Regions from separate parts of the Anas platyrhynchos genome. Here region 1 is linked to region 2. Evidence: chromatin contacts called from public Hi-C data. All regions are on one chromosome and are shown on one strand. Each heading gives the region's core, a stretch centred on a gene start, on an enhancer-like site or on the middle of the called end of the contact. The rest is flanking DNA. Distances are from core to core; before and after follow the strand shown.

Evidence for each region. Hi-C and Micro-C count contacts between places; a contact is called where the count stands out from the background.
Region 1: a Hi-C map of subcutaneous adipose tissue shows a contact between it and region 2, with 1.7 times the contacts expected there. The contact joins the enhancer-like site here to the promoter of COMMD9 in region 2. A contact is called at or near these places in 2 of 8 Hi-C or Micro-C datasets (liver and subcutaneous adipose tissue).

What each region holds. Positions count from the first base shown.
Region 1 is chr5:49,824,405-49,829,748 of IASCAAS_PekinDuck_T2T, reverse strand. PRR5L (proline rich 5 like) reads right to left here. Exons shown (of 20, transcript XM_038179131.2): 20 at 1-851. The coding sequence ends at 469. Among named protein-coding and RNA genes, the nearest start is that of TRAF6, 27 kb to the left of the region's middle. Within about 2 kb of position 1,673, at least 2 of the 8 cell types and tissues checked have an H3K27ac peak or open chromatin away from gene starts, as enhancers often do. A contact at or near this core is called in subcutaneous adipose tissue, where this site is marked.
Region 2 is chr5:49,760,348-49,765,516 of IASCAAS_PekinDuck_T2T, reverse strand. COMMD9 (COMM domain containing 9) reads left to right here and starts at 1,440. Exons shown (of 6, transcript XM_027458516.3): 1 at 1,440-1,590; 2 at 1,689-1,814; 3 at 1,928-2,067; 4 at 2,248-2,282. The coding sequence starts at 1,540. It overlaps PRR5L (proline rich 5 like), which reads right to left and starts at 1,487. Exons shown (of 20, transcript XM_038179131.2): 1 at 867-1,487.

The sequences.
Region 1 (5,344 bases), core at 424-2,923, 64 kb before region 2:
TCAACTTAAAAAAAAAAATGCAGTCCTCAGCCATTCCCACTCCAGTGCCAGAAGCAGCCAGAGCATTCAGCATGGGGCTTTCTACTGCAGGAGCAAAGAGCAAACAGGTAGCATGAAACCAGGAAAGACAGAGAAAAGCAGAAAGGGGCTAACTTATATCATACCAGGGAAACAGAAGGAAACCTGAGCTCAGGAGGTTTGGGCTAGTACAGAACAAAAGCTTATATAAAGTAGGCTGCAATGCTCAGCTTTGCAGCCCTCAGTGCTCGTTCGGGAGCAGGCTGGTACCTCTGTCAACAACGATCACAGACAGGAAAGAAAAACAAATCGAGCATTCCCAAACAGACATTAGGTCCCACGAGGCCGTTTCAATGACAGGAGCAAACACAAGTTTTCCTCTTTCCCCAGCAGGGACAAGACTGTTTGTCCAGCTTAGTGCACGCAGTCCTCCTCTCCTCAGCCAGACTTCTAGCTGACCGAGGTGCAGTTCAGCTCTGCAGAGTCCTGCCTCCCTGCGGCCATGACCGCCTCAGGCCCGTCAGCAATACTGGGCTCGCTGGAGCACTGCCTGTGGCTGAAGCTAGGCTGCAGGAGGAGGCATTTGTCGCTGCTGTCTGACTCCTCGATCACCATCCCCGTGTGCATCATGGAGGCCATCGCCAGGAGCTGAATATCCGAGTGAGCGTTGGCGACGGTGTGGCGCCGGATGCTGCCGCATTTCTCCAGGTAAGCCTCCCCCTCCTGCTCTGTCAGCGGCGTCAGGGCCATCTCGCTGGGCTGCCGACTCGTCACCAGGTGAGACGAATAGCTCAGCGCGCCAGCCTTGGGACGGGACCTGGAGTAGCGCCGCTCTGGAAGAGAAGAAGGAAGCAGGAACCATCAGCAGGGCTCGGGCAAAGCCTTGTCTGAGCTGCGGGGCTGGCCGCAGGGAACGGAGAGCGCTCAGCTTGCAGCCACGCTGAGTTTGCCATCCTGGTGCCACTGCTCAGATGCTCTGCAGGGCATCCTGCCAGGGAGTTGGGAAGGAGGGCTGCCTCTCCTGCAGTAAGGAAATGCCCCCCACTGCAATTTAAAAAAAAAAAAAAATTGCTGCAGATCCCACTGCATTTTTTTAAAGATCACACAAGGAAAAGAATATTTCATCCACTTCTGAAACACGCCTGCATTTGGGGCTAGACACTGAAAACACCTGACAGTGCACAGCACAACAGCCTGGAGGGGGGACAGACCATTCAGGGGGACAAATGAGTCTCTTGGTTTAAAACTTGAGCCCCAGGCATGGTCCCCAGCCCCGCTTCATGAGCGCTGTTTCAGTTCTGACACTGAAAATTTTAAGAAAAGCTGGCATCTGGGTTTTTGCCTTGGGTCCCCTGGCAGGTTTAATCAGACAGCATCACTTCTCACCTCCTGTCTGCCACCGCCACGCAGCATCGCCGTGTGGTGTTGAACACCCCATGACCTGCCCCCAGGGCAGCTGACAAAGCTATTCCCAGCCTGCGTGTGCATCTCACCAACTTCCTTGAAGCACAGGGTCTCGTTTCCTGAAGTCAGAAGCCTTGCAGACTACGTACAATACTTCCCCCAAGACCGCAAAGCGTAAGAGACAGTAACAAAATTCAAAGCAGAGCACTCATCGCGGAAGGTTATGAAACAGTTTTGGAAGCTTGCATCAGTGAGAAAGGCAGAAAACAAACTTGGGATTGTTACAGGGAGGAATGGCTGAGCAGCCAAAACCCCACCACTGGCAGCAGCCAGGCGATGACAAAGCTTCACCCTGCTGCTCTCAGCCGTGCTCATTAGGATGGTTTGGTTCATGCTGCACTTCAGAGAATGAACAGACGAGGTTTTGAGCACCGGCACTGCCAGACCCAGACCTGCTCAGCTCTGGGGCTGAGAGGCTAAAGGGAGGCCAGTAGCTTCCTAAAGTTGTGTTCATCACAATGCCCCATTCCACAAATGAACATTTCCATTCTGCCTGTCCTGCCTTGCCTTCAGCTGCGCAGAGGTTTCTTGGCTAGCGAGAGAGGCCTGAGGAGATTCAGCTGAACTGAGCCATGCACCAAGCTGCCCATTCTCCGGACTCCATCACTGAAGGTTTTGCAGGCAAAGGCAAAATCTTTGCTCTTCTCTGTTCCTAAACAGCACATTTAAATAGGAAAACATGCTTCATTTAAACAGAGACAACTTGCAGCACTTCCCCAAAAAGCTGGGATACACAGGGAAAAGAAAAATCATGGCCATGGCCTGATGTTCACCTAATAAATAAAAATATTCCCGTGAGAAAAAAAATGCCAGCTTGTGTGTAAACTTTTAGTGCTGCTGAAACAGCCGAGCCCGATAACCTGAGAGATTAAAGTCCACTGAGAGCGAGCACAGAGAAGGAAGCAATAACATTTAATTACTCCTGCCCAGCCTGGCTACCCTGCGGGCACGTACGCTGGAAAATTGGTCCTGACATCCTCTGCTGCTACATCTCTGCTTCTGTGGCAAAATGGTCAACAAGTGTCCCTTGCGCCATCACCTACTGCAGCAGTTTGCACTCTTCCCCCCAAAACCTATAGCAGCACGGGAACAGGCGCGCTGTGCTGCCTGCTGTGTGCAAAATAAAGCAAAGGCCCTGAGCTCCGTGAGGCTGAAGTAACCACCGTAACCCAGATACACCGCAAGGGCAGAGGAGGCACACTGCAGCTGAGCTTGCAAAACCACCCATGAATCAGGGTGAACATGCATCCACGTGTGGTATTTTCTCCCCACAACAGCAAAGGCATTAAGCAATGCCTTTCACCGGTGATTTTTGTGCAACAAAGGTAAAATCCTTTATGATGAGAGCCAGATAAAAATTAAGCTAAGCTCTGAATATACATTTACTGCTTTACTTTCCCCCCTTTAATTGCTTGATAGAGCAATCACAGTTCCCTGTAAAATTTCAAACAGCCTGCAGCTCTTGCACAACCTCCAGCTACGAACCGATGGCCGAGAAGCATCAGAATGTGCGACACCTTCCAGCTTTGTTTTCTGCGAGCCACCTGTCCTTTATCTCTCTCTTATCTCATTACGCAGTGGGGCACTGCCTCACCTCTGTAACGCTATGTATGCATCGTACCAAGTCACCACAAGAGCTGTAAGGCACAGAACTCCATCCAGGTAGACAAAGTCTGAAAGGAAAAGCAGCACAAAGCAGCTGAGCGCTGACATAACGCACTCTGATCTTGTCCTAGGAGCTTTCTCATTCAAAATCGTCCTCAGAGTAGTCCTCTGGAGAGAAAAGCATCTCAGGTTAACGTACCCAAACCTCACTGCCCAGAGCTATGCTCCGGGACTGAAGTTCAGCCACAACCACATCGTGGTGCAGAAGGCAAAGGAGCTGGCAGAAAACTCAAACATTAATTCTCGGGTTCCCGTGGGCTTCTAGAGGAAAGGAAGTCATCTCACCTCTCAGGGACCGCTGTGCACCTTGCCAACGGCCACAGAAGATGCTCTCTAAAGGGAACTGTCATGCAGTTTTTCAGGAATTTTTGCAGGCAACCTCAAATCAGCAATAATATTATGTTTAATATGTGGGGGAAATAGGGTGAACGTTTTATCTTCTTCTCCATTTGTACTTTAAACATTGTTTCTCAGACGACTGGATCCACCCGGCATACATCCTTACAACGCAGGTTGTGGCTCATTTACATGGCAGAAGCAAGAAGGGTGGGTAACAGGAGAGCACCACAGCACAGCAAAAGGAACACAAAACAACTGAATCAACTGCACCCTGATGCTCCTGCCAATGCAGGGGTAACAAGAGAGCTCAGAGGTAAAAGTGGGCAGAGTGCAGCCTGCCTTTGGTATCTGGGTTGGGTTTGGGGATACAGCATTCTTCTCCACACCCCATCTTGACTTTGTAATTTGTGACTTTGCTGAGGGAGGCTGCCTGCCTCGAATCCCCTCTGTGAGCTGCTCTGCTCCCTTGCACACCTATTCCTGCTGCACTCCTCTCTTGGTTTATATCAAGTTTAACATACTGCAGCCTTGAAGGCCGAAGCTTTGTGTCTGTTTGCAGCCACGACAAGATACCTCCTTCAGTCACATTTCCCAATACCCGTGCATCTTGAAGGCTGCAGTCCTGATGGCAGTTTGGACTCCAGTGAGAGAACACAAGCACACCTGAGGCCCAACTGCGTGTTTCACAAGAGCTGCTACAGAGCCACTGTATGGCAAGGAGCCTAATGTGATTCCCATCACTACTGACTGCCCAGCGGGAGAATAAACTCGTTCTGAGAAAGCACAAAGGTGACAGAAAGAGAGAAAGAGGAAAAGAAAGAAATTTGATGAGAAATGGCAGTTGCTAAAAGAAACGACCACCACAGGAGCACTTTGAAAGCGACACGATTATCTGCAGAAAGGTGCTGCTCTTTGTCAATGCTCTGTAATGCAAGCACAAGTTATTTCTTTCCTTCTGCTCAGCACAGGGTGGAGCAAGGGCAAAAGGCCACCCTGGGAATATACACAAATAAATCAGAGCTAAAATCAAAGCAAGCACAATGATTTTGAGGCACATAAACTTTACAAGGCCAGTTCTTGTGGATTTTTGTTTCATGACACTAGTGCTTTGTGCAGCTGGCAGGAACCCAGGATGGCTAGGAACTTCAGCACGAGTCAGGCAGCTACACCTCACACTATCCCAGCAGCATGCAGGCATCCATAAATAGCCGAACAAATTTGCTCAACATTTATGGGGGTTTGTGGTCTAGATCTAGCCTCAGATGAGGTCTGCAACTCAATGCTGAAGAATCTAACCATGTTAACTTGTATAAAAGATATCTTATTTATTTGCCCAACAGCTACAAAAGCTGACACAGATCATCCGAGTCCTGAAAAGTCCTTCTGCCATGAGACCATCCTTCACCCTGTGCTACTGAGGCATAATACAAGACAGGCTGCGTGTCTTCAGCTAACTTAGGGCTGCCACGGGTGTATCCAAGTAAAGGCTGCAGCTTATAAAGTGCCACAGAACAGGAGGGGGACTGGAACTTTCTTCACTTGCTCCATTTAAATCTTCATGGTTACCAAACCAGGATTGCCAGAACTATTCCTTAGCTGGTCGATCCTTTCTTGCTCAGCATAATTGTGAGCAGAGCTCCTGGATCATGTCTAAAGTTTTCCACAGTAAGCACGCCCTTTCTGAAGTGCAGTGCCAGTTCTCTCTCCTAGCCCCATCTATCCACAATTTAAATACAGATTTTCTTTTTAAAGAGTCCTCAGATTGAAGAAAGACTCCATGAAATAAATAAATAATAAATAAATAATAAAAAAACAAACAAACAAGTGTAATCTCTCAGGATAAGTAAACAAAAATTTA
Region 2 (5,169 bases), core at 191-2,690:
GGAAGGCATCTCCATTCAGAAGACTCCATACGGCCGACCTTCAGCCTTCCACAATGTACTGCCTGCACTGGGCTAACCTGATCGGTAACACAGAGCTAGAGAAAGCAGCACGAGTATACTGCAGCTCTCTGAACTCATCAATCATACTAAGTAATTTGAAGAGGCCACAGATGGTACACTCATACCCCCAGAATTGTTCCCCGAGACTCATTTCCTGTTCCTCACGAAAAATGCTAGAAAATAAAATACTCTCCCTTTGGATTCTACTGCTCTTCATGGTTTCCCAGCTTGAGAAAGTAATAGGAATCCCTTTACTTTGCCAAACCTGTGGAGCCCAATGCAAATGACATCCCATTAGCATTTCTTACCATGCATTATTCTGCCTACAGGAGAACAATGCAAATGAAAATGAAGATGTTTTGACAGAAAAGGTGATGAGAAAGCCCATAGATTACACAGATATTCTGGCACCAGATGTGCTGTGAATTATACAAGACAAAAAAGAGACAATTTCTCTCTCGGAAAGAGGATTTATTTGAATATCTTTTATAAAGTGTAAAATGCACACAGTTTACTAAGGTAATGGTCCATATCATTACAGCAATGCTATGATAAATCTTTTGCCTCCAGTTCCCACTGGCTGAAAACAGCATGTTTACTGCTAAACTCTGCATCCACCAAAGGGATTTGCACTGACAGTAAACAATTGATTACATCCGAGAGGGAAAAGCGGGAGAAGGGAGAATTTAGGGCTTGCTCTCACCCCAGCGATCTCACTGTTGACACAGGTCACGACTGCACTGCCAGGTACCCGAGGCTCTGACCTCAGCCCGGGCCATGCACCACTCACATGGTGCACATCCTACCTTGTGCATGCTGCAGAGCAGACTTTGCCCAAATGCCTGCAGGCTCTTGAAGGACGGAGGCTGGTCCCCTCCACGTGCGCTCTTGCTCCTTGGAGCTGCACGGCAGCAGGCGAGCTCTGGGCCGGCACAACATCATCCTAGCATGGCTGTGCCAGGTAGTTTTCCTCTCAGCGAGGAGCAGACACCGTGCGGGTGGCCTGCAGCCAGAGACCTCTCGGTGCCACCCTTGCCCTTGTGGTGAGGTGGTTTAAGGCACTACATGTGGCTTAAGCTCTGGGTCTGGTTTCGCTCTTCATTGCACTGACAGAAATGACCAAAAAAAAAAAAATAAAAATCACGTCAGGTATTTCAGAAAGGGCACTGCAGTGTGGGTCTGTAAAGTTTGACGCAGGACGCACGCTAATTGGGTGCAAAACGTTATCCTGCACTTCAGCCCCGATAACTGTCACAGCAGCTCGCTTTACGGACTGGGAGCTGAGGCTGAAACACTTCACAGCTTTCAGTTTTGTTTTGTTTTTTTCACTTTTATCCCGCGTTAAAGCCAGGGCCAGGACCAGGACCAGGACCAGAACCAAGACTACACTGCCCGGCGTGCCCGCCCTGCCCCGCCCCAACAAGATGGCGGCGGGGCGGGAGCTGAGGCGCGGCTCCCGCCCCCGCTGAGGGCGCCAAGATGGCGGCGCTGCGTGAGGGGGAGTTCGCCGCCCTGCGGGGCCTGCTGAAGGTGAGCGGGCTGCGGGGCCGCCGCCACGGCGCTGCCGGGGGCCGTTCCCTGCCCGGCGGCGGCGGCGGCTGAGCGCGTCCCGCTTTGCTCCCCGGCAGGCGCCGTCGAAGGAGGCCGTGCGGCAGCTGTGCCAGGACTGCTTCTCCAGCCCGCCCGCCGGGCTCGGCCCGCTGGCGCAGCGCGCCTGCCCCGCCATCGCCGCCAGCCCCGAGGAGGCGGCGCAGGTAGGAGCCGTGGCCCCGGGTGCGAGGTGGAGGCGAGCCGCGGGGGTGGAGGGGGCTGGGGGCTGCTCCTTGTCCGGGCTGGAGCCCCCTTCTCCCGTCTGCCTGTCCTGCAGCTGGTGGCCGCCCTGCACAGCCTCACCAGGCACGTCGTGTACCGCGGCTTGACGAGGGCGGAAGATGTCCTGGCGCTCTTTCCAGAAGACTTCCACCAAAACCTGAAGAATCTCCTAACTAAGATAATCCTGGAGAACGTGTGAGTGTTACCGGCCGCTTTCGGTTGGGAAGTTCAGGTGGGTTCGCCTGGTTTGCTACGTGGGTGCTTGGCAGCGCAGGGTTTTGGTTCTGGCCGTGTTGGGCACGCTGCGGGCTGAATCGCAGCGCCCGCGATGAGCTGAGCCCAGTGCTGATACCATTTTTTCCCTTCTTTTCACAGCTGTGCTTGGAGGAATGAGGCACAAGCAAGTCAGAGTAAGTAGCGTCTCACGTTCTGATAAAATTAACGCTCCTGAGGTCATTTGAGCGAGCTTGGAGTTCAGCACTGTGCATCACAGAGTGTTTCAGTGCGGTGCAGCACAAAGATAGCACCCTTTGCCTTAGATGAAGCTGTATGCTTGGGGCATCATTCAGCTTAGGAGCAGCCAGTAAGTTTGTATTCAGATCTGTGCTAAATTGTTTCCAGTCTGGGAGCGATTTCACTTAATGCTCGATCTGTTGCTACATGGCAGAATGCAGTGTGGACATGGCAAGTATTTGCCGAACTTCTGAATATGAAGCACTCTGACCTCCCAATTCAGGTCTTTAAATGATGTCCATAGCCAACAACTATGAGCTGCAAAGCATATGTTTGTATTGGGGAATGCCTTATCTGTGCACATTCAGTCACTTCTATGCATTCTTTCTCTTCCAGATGTGGCACACTCATAACTTGCTTTTTCCTCACCTTTCTAAAGCGTGATGTAGTTAAGCCGTGCAAATGTTATCAGTAGCATCAGTCAGTGAGTAACCTCCTAGTTAAGTGCTCCACACAGCTATACTCGTTTGTTTTTTCCCTTAAGAGGTTTTCTTTTCAGCCGTAGCACTTAGAAATGAGAGCTGATTCATAACAGGAGTACTCTGAGGTCTGCATAGATCCTCTTGGCCTTTCTCTTAGCCTGCAGAGGAGATGATGTCCAAGAAGTAAACACTATAGCAAGACCCGGAAAACCACTGTCCCTCAAAAATCTTAATAGTATAAATGGTAGAAAATAGGGAGGGGGAGGAAACTATTGCATAATGCTAATACAGTAAATACAGCAGCTGCTTAGTCTAAACATTGTTCTAGCGTTGCCAAGACACGCAGTGCTTTTTCCTGTATCCTTAACACTATCATGCCTTAGAGGAAATGAGAACAAGCATGACATGCCAGCGACACACTAGCTAGGTCTGCACAAAGGAGAAGCAAGGCTGGGTGTATGGCTCCTGGAGCTTTGCTCCGAGATGAAGTGTTTTTGTATTTATTAGATTTAGCCCTGTTGTAATTTATTTTTTTAAGAAATGATGGATTATTTTAATGTTATATTCATGAAATATCCAACACATATTACACAGGGGCCAAGGCAGTGCTTTAAAGAACCGACACTCCAACTGATAGTTCTGTGTTAATCTGAAAATGTGGATGGCTTCCTGTCCCTCCAAGCTGCCAACAATCAATCTTTGCAAATTAACATACAAGACTAAACAGATGCATTTTATGTTGTTGCAAATACTGCCAAGTGCTGGTCCTGATGGACTGTAAACTGGAATTTCTTCCAAACACAAGAGCAAGGCAGCCAATTCTGCAGTGCCCCCTGGAGTTCTGAGGGGAGGAGGAGCCTTTTCCCGATAAAGACAAATTCCTCTGAGCACCAGGAAGCAGAAGGAAAGCTTGGGATCACATGGGATCGGCCCTCAGGGAGGAAACTAGCACCTTATGGCATGCAGAATCCAGGCAGGCTGCAGTTGCCTGTTGGAACAGTTCTTTCTGCAGCATTCAGTACAGGTTTAGTCTTTGCTTCTTCATCCCCCTCTGATACCCTTAAATAGATACCAAACCTGACCACCAGCAGTTATTTGCCAAGGCTTTGCAAAGATGCTCAAACTTAGCAAGCACCACAGCTGAGATTTTAAACTGAGTTTAAGAATAAACGATCATCTGTCGAGAGGCAGGAGACCTTTTCTCCATTAACACCAGCGACAGGACCCGCGGGAACGGGGTTAAGCCGAGGCAGGGGAAATTTAGGCTTGACATAAGGAGGGGGTTCTTCACAGAGAGGGTGGTTGCACACTGGAACAGGCTCCCCAGGGAAGTGGTCACTGCACCGAGCCTGTCTGAATTTAAGAAGAGATTGGACTGTGCACTTAGTCACATGGTCTGAACTTTTGGGTAGACCTGTGCGGTGTCAAGAGTTGGACTTGATGATCCTTAAGGGTCCCTTCCAACTCAGGATATTCTATGATTCTATGATCTCTCTACAGATCTTTTATGGGGTTGGTCCTACGTTTCTTTCAGACTCATTTCAAAAGCCTGAGCCACACAGGAACAATGTTTCCCTGTGTGCCTGGTTCTCATTTGTTCTGACACAGTAGTTAAGCCTACTAGCTGCAAATGCCTGTTTCAAACTGAGAGGGTTTGCCATTGTTCCCATGTCCCTAGTGTAGACTTCCTTCTAGCGAGAAGTTACTGGTTTTCCCAGGAAATTGGATGCTGCACTGTTGAACACAAGAAGCGTAGCTCAGCTTTTACCAGAAAATAGAGTTGAAAAAGATGCGAGAGGTGTTATGTGTCTTATAAATGCAACAGCTGCAAAGTGGGGATGACAGGGGCTCACAGCGCAATGTGCAGTACTCCATTAAGTACATGCCATCACCAGTGACTGTCCCCATCTCTTCTCTGCAGCAAGGGCCAGCTGCACAAGTTTCCTGGCAGGGCAACCAAGTTGGACCTTTTCCTTCCCAGTGGAAGGCTGATGGAATTTGCAGCCCCAGCACTATGGATGTCGATGTTGCATCAGACTCCTCAATGATTTCTCTAATGCGAGATCTGACTAGGATGGAACTGAAACTACATCTTCAATATTTTTAACAAATTGGCAGGACGTGTGAAGATTCCGGTTTCCCAGTTCTGTACTGCTTGGTTTTTAAGAAGATTCCTACGTGCTTTCTTGCCAGTTACAGAACAGAGTATAGCAGGTCCCAGAGTAACTCATGATTAAACACTGAGTCTTGCAAGCAGGGTATGAAGAGGTGAAGATAACTTATTGCTCCCCTTCTCTTAGCTGCTCTGTGAATTTAGCTGTGCTTGTCTTGCATTTTAGCATCCTTGCTTGTGATGATGGAG